2 separate regions of the Rattus norvegicus genome follow, and region 1 is linked to region 2. A link is a contact called in public Hi-C data. All regions are on one chromosome and are shown on one strand. Each heading gives the region's core, a stretch centred on a gene start, on an enhancer-like site or on the middle of the called end of the contact. The rest is flanking DNA. Distances are from core to core; before and after follow the strand shown.

Region 1 (2,700 bases), core at 134-2,633, 100 kb before region 2:
AGAACATGGCAAACACACAAGCATACACCTGCAATTCAAGCACAAAAAACAGGAGAACTGAAAATTTGAGGCCAGACAATGCTATGTAGCAAGAGTCTATCACAAAGAAAGGAAGGGAGGAAGAGAAGGGAGGGAATGTTAATTTAAAATACAATTTTTTAAGGAAAAAAAAAACAAACAAACCAGGAGTTAGTGGACCTACTGTGCTCTGCCTCACATATATTCAGAAAAAAAACAGACTTTTCTAAGCAGTTCTATATCTGGACAGTAAATGCCTCAGGTTTAAAAAAAACAACAACAAAACAAAACAAAACGAAAAGCTGTTGATTAAAGAACAAGGCTACAGAGAAACTACAATGGGAAAAGAGATATTACCTAAAGGAAAAGACAAGCTGCTATCCACCTGCACTGAGAATTATGGGATGTCTTGAGCTCACAACATGGAGCTTAGGGTTTGAGACAGTCCTTTACCTTTCCCAGGTGAGTTGCTGAAATCCTATGAAACAATTTCCCTGGAGAACAAGCTGGGTAAATTACCTTTACACATAAGATTTCAGCCATTCTTTGGAACAGGTATTTTAATAACCTCTAACACTAGATCACACTTCAGAATTTATAAAAAGCTTAGAAATCTACTTGTTAGGCATCATTTTTCTAGGCCATGTTAGGTACTGGGAATAGAACAATGAAACAAATAAAAAGAAGCACAGTTTCAGAGATGTAGCCAGTCACCCACAATATGCACACGGTGAGCACAAGACCCAAGAACCCAAAAAAATATTTGTGTGATCACCGCACCACATGCCAGTTACCTCTAGAAGCAAAGGAATATACTACGTGACTTCTAATTTACTTTTTAAAAATGTTATTACATTTGTTTGTTTGTTTGTTTGTTTGTTTAGCACGTGTTCACATGCTTGTGTATTATATGCATGGGCATGTCAGAGGGGAATGTATAACAATCCATTCTCTTTTTACTGTGTGGATCCTGAGGATTAAACTAAGAACATCCGGTTTAATAAGTGCCTTTCCCCACTAAGCCACCTCACCAGTCCCTCTAATGCACTTTCCAGATAGTCCCTCAGTCACTATTTAAATAAAAGAAGGAGGGTGGTGGAAATAGAGTTCAGTAGAAGGACTGAGGCCAATTCCCAGCACAGTTAAAGAAATGCTAGAAGTTTACAATAAATTAGTCAACAAAATGAAGGAGGGACAGGAAGAAGAAATAAGACCTACTCCACATCCCAACCACATTTCTAACTTTGAACAACCCAGAGCAGCTGCATAATGACATGGCCAACACTCAGGCCTGAGGAGTACAGTATGCCCTTGGTGCCTGAATATTAGAATCTGATCTTTAATTAAATCGTGCCAAGAGGTTTGCTTTGGCAGGAACCTGGAATACTGTAGCCTTGAATTTGCTGAGAGATGCCCTTCTAATGCGTCAAAGGCACTCCCACTGTGCAGCCTCCAGCCAGCTACTTGCTCTAGTATAGCAACAAGAAAGCAACTGCTGGGGCAGCAGGAAAGAAACTGTAGGTGGTTTAAAGCTACTTTAATTTCTGATGCTCCATTAACTCTTATGTAAAATGCAAACAAGACTACTTTAGAGTTATAACAAAAACTTTTTAAGAGACAGCACCTAACATGCTGCTTGATACAAAAAGTTGTCTAACAAATTTCTGTTTCTTCCCCATCTGTCTCTAGTTTTGCCTATACCATTCCTCAAACCCATCATTCCATCAGTACACTTTCATATTCCCACCTTCACCTGCATCGTTCTAGTTCTATCTGCCTAAGATGCCTCAATGTGTCTGCCTAGCAAACTCCTACTCACTCCTCAAGGCTCAACTGGACTCACTTCCTCTAAGAAACTTTTGAAGAAGCCTCTATTTACCCTCCTTCAAAACCCATCTGTAGAGGGTTGGCCTAACGCTGCTTGTATTCTAATACTAATTTGGGTTCCCCAAAATTGTTTGCCCCAAAGACTAGAGGGTGAACATGTAAGACACTGAGGAACCCTGACCTCAGTTAATTCTGATTGATAAATAAAAAAGCCAGCAGCCAATAGCTAGGGAGAAGACACAGAGGCAGGGTTTAGGTTTCCCAGACTTGAGGAAGAGAAGCATAAAGAAGCTGCCATGGAAGAGGAAGGATATGCAGGAGGATGCACAATGAGATAGTTGAGCCATAATAAAGTGGCCATGTGGGCCAGCCAATTGGAGTTAAGAGCAGCCCAGATGGAACACAGAAATCAGAAAGTAGTAACTCGGTTGGGGATTTAGCTCAGCGGTAGAGCGCTTGCCTAGGAAGCGCAAGGCCCTGGGTTCGGTCACTAGCTCCGAAAAAAAAGAACCAAAAAAATAAATAAATTAATTAATTAAAAAAAAAAAGTAGTAACTCAGAGTTATCAGTAGGAAAATGGACCCTAACAGCATGGACAATAGGCAGTTGCCCCGCTATTGTGCTACCTAAGACATATGTAAAAGTACATGGTTGTGTGTGTCTTTCCTCTGGGAAGTGGTCTAAGGCAGGAAGAAACTCCGAGCCAGGGTTTTATTAAATATTTTTTACTACATTTAACTGCATTTTATTCACACTTCTATGAAACAATGTTGTTTCATCTTCACTTCTTATGGTCACTAGACAAGGAATAACTCAAGGGACAAAACTATGATTAATTTCTTTGTCTCCATGGTC
Region 2 (2,700 bases), core at 48-2,547:
ATGGGCTATGTCGCGGGTGTTCATAAGATAGAAATTGTATCGGGCATTTTAAGCAGGCAGATGCCCCCTGTCTACGAGATAGATTATGTTCAGCAAATGCTAGGCTCCTTCATGTTTGAAAGCGAACAGACCTAGACTAAATTCACCAACAGGTTTTTAACCACCCCGTTGACTTTCTGAGTGCCGGGTGAAGACCCAAGGACCACACACTGTAGACTCCAATAATGTATGTGGGTGGTGGATCTCCATCTCCAGATCCCTAGAGGAAGAGACTTGGGATTCTTCTGCACATAAAAAGAATAAAATTAGGAGCAGGAGGTGTATCTGTGATCCTGTCTTTATTTACTTATAGTTAAGTTTTAAAATCTCTTTCAAACTCATCCTTTTATTCTTTGACAGTCATCCATTGACATAAAATACTCTTCGAAACTGTCCCCTCTGCCCATTGATCATGTTCATCTTCCCGAGTCCCTCTGGTACTTTTGAGTCTTTTTGTTTGTTTTACTTTGGGTCGTGAGCCACACTGGGTAAGTTGCTTGGACCGTGAGCAACTTATCCGTGTCCATGCCCCTGAAAACAACACAATCGCTCTCCCCACTCCTTTAAAATCTCCTTTAAGATTTATGTCACTTATTTTATGTGTATGAGTGTTCTGTCTGCATGTGTGCCAAGGAGGTCAGAAAAGGAGCATCTGGCCCTCTGGAACTGGGGTTACGGGTGGTTGCCAGCAACCACTGGGTGCTGGGAATCCAGGTTCTCCTGGGAGCCATCTCTCCAGCCGAGGGCTAGCTAGTTAGTTAAAAACAGGATCTCACTATGTAACTCTGGCCGGCCTGGAATTCACAGAGCTCTTCCTGTCTCTTCTTCCTGAGTGCTGGGATTAAAGGCTTGGGCCACCACACTGGACTCCTTTTACTTTTACTTATTTAACTAGAGAAAGCAGATGCTGCTTAACAAAGTGTCCCCCTTATAGCCCTGAAAAAGGGAAAGTCTCCCAACGATGTACACATACCTAGTCTCCAGGTTTTGGGGGTCTGTTTGAACCCTCCTCCAATCAACAACAAATACCAACAAAAACAAAAACAAGAACCTCCCCCCTGCACCCATAGGCCTAACACACAGCTCCTCAAAGTTGGTGACAGCCCTCCCTAGGCCCCGGGTGCATTAAAGGTGGCAGTGTCACAAAATCACAAGCACTGTTCTCGGTAAAGCCTTGTACACAGAAGCGGTTCCCCGAACGCGGGAGGATCCTGACCACCGACCTCTGGCTGGACAGAATGTTCTGTGGCCATGCAGCAGAGAAAAGCCTGGCTTTGTGTTGTACAGAGGAGGAAAATTCCTACTGCGATTGGACGCGGCTCCCTCTGAACTAGGGTATCGACTGCCACCTAGCGGCTCGCTCGAGGAAGAGAGAATATTCCCACGAAAGCAAGCTCAGAAATTTCAGTTCGCAGTTTGAACACCTCCTGCCCTTCCAGGTTCCCCCTTCTCAGAACACTCCCAAGGCTGGGACTTACAAAACACTAAGTACTAGTGTCTTATTAGTACAGTTCCGTCACTCTTCCACAGTTCCAACTACTTGAAAGGAATGCAGGGAGAGGAAGCTCCCTTTCAGCCGTGGAAAGGATATCAAGTCCCATACAGGACAAAAGAACGCCCTGACTAAGGTGAGTGAAAGAGGCCAATGGGATTGGAGTCAGTAAAGAGATCTGGAAGGCCTGAGTGCGCGCGTGTGTGTGTGTGTGTGTGTGTGTGTGTGTGTGTGTGTGTGTGTGTCAGGGGAGGTTGTTTTTATTTTGTTTTGTCTTAACTTTTAAAACCATTATTTCTTTGTTTTTATGTGTATGGGTGTTTTATCTGGTTCTCTAGAGTCACAGAACTTATGGGTAGTCTCTGTAGAGTAAGGGAATTTATTATGATGACTTACAGTCTGTAGTCCAACTCCCCAACCACGGTCAGCAGCAGCTGTGAATGGAAGCCCAATGATCTAGTAGTTGCTCAGTCCCACAAGACAGGCAGGCGAGGAAGAGGGAGCACCACCACACCTGGATCTGGGACTTGCTTTGTCCCAGATGACCTTGAACTCAGAGATCTCCTTGCCTTAGTCTCCTGGGATCCATAGCCACTATGCCTCAAGATCTGGATCACAGGTGTGCCCTCCAGTTCTGGATTGTAGTTCATTCCAGATGCTGTCAAGTTGACAACCAGGAATAGCCATTAAAGCCTGCATGTATGCCTTGTGTTCCAGATGTGTGCCCGATGCCCATGGAGGCCAGAAGAGGGCACCTGATCTCTTGAAATTGGAGTTACAGATGATCGTGAGCTGCCCCGTGAGTTGTGGGAATCAAACCCAGATCCTCTGTAAGAACAGCCAGTGCTCTTAACTTCGGGGCTCTCTCCTGTGAACGTAGGCCCCTCCTTAACCCTGAGTTACGACTGGCTCTTGACTGCCTGTAAGATGGGGAAGTCGGATGGCAGTGAACACAGACAAGAGGCCTGGGTTTTCAGAGTCGGCCGTCATCCATCACAGTGCTGGCGTCTCTGGCTGGAGCTCGGCTAGCCTCCTGAATTCTCTGAACCTTTGCTTCTGCCTCTTGCTTCATCTTTGACCTTCCTCTGCTTTCCACGGGGCCCTCACACCTCCCATGAACGCTGTCGTATGGAAGTGGCGTGAGACACGGCTCACTCAATGTTTGGCAC

What was found. A called contact is a pair of places that touch in the nucleus more often than the background predicts.
Region 1: a contact with region 2 is called in a Hi-C map of liver, with 3 times the contacts expected there. The contact joins two enhancer-like sites. A contact is called at or near these places in 10 of 12 Hi-C or Micro-C datasets (Schwann cells, frontal cortex, hepatocytes and 5 more).

The regions. Positions count from the first base shown.
Region 1 is chr1:161,579,159-161,581,858 of GRCr8, reverse strand. The region is part of intron 1 of Pak1 (p21 (RAC1) activated kinase 1); the gene reads right to left. Among named protein-coding and RNA genes, the nearest start is that of Trnag-acc7, 23 kb to the left of the region's middle. Within about 2 kb of position 1,383, at least 5 of the 93 cell types and tissues checked have an H3K27ac peak or open chromatin away from gene starts, as enhancers often do.
Region 2 is chr1:161,477,053-161,479,752 of GRCr8, reverse strand. No RefSeq gene overlaps it. Among named protein-coding and RNA genes, the nearest start is that of Aqp11, 10 kb to the right of the region's middle. Within about 2 kb of position 1,297, at least 46 of the 93 cell types and tissues checked have an H3K27ac peak or open chromatin away from gene starts, as enhancers often do.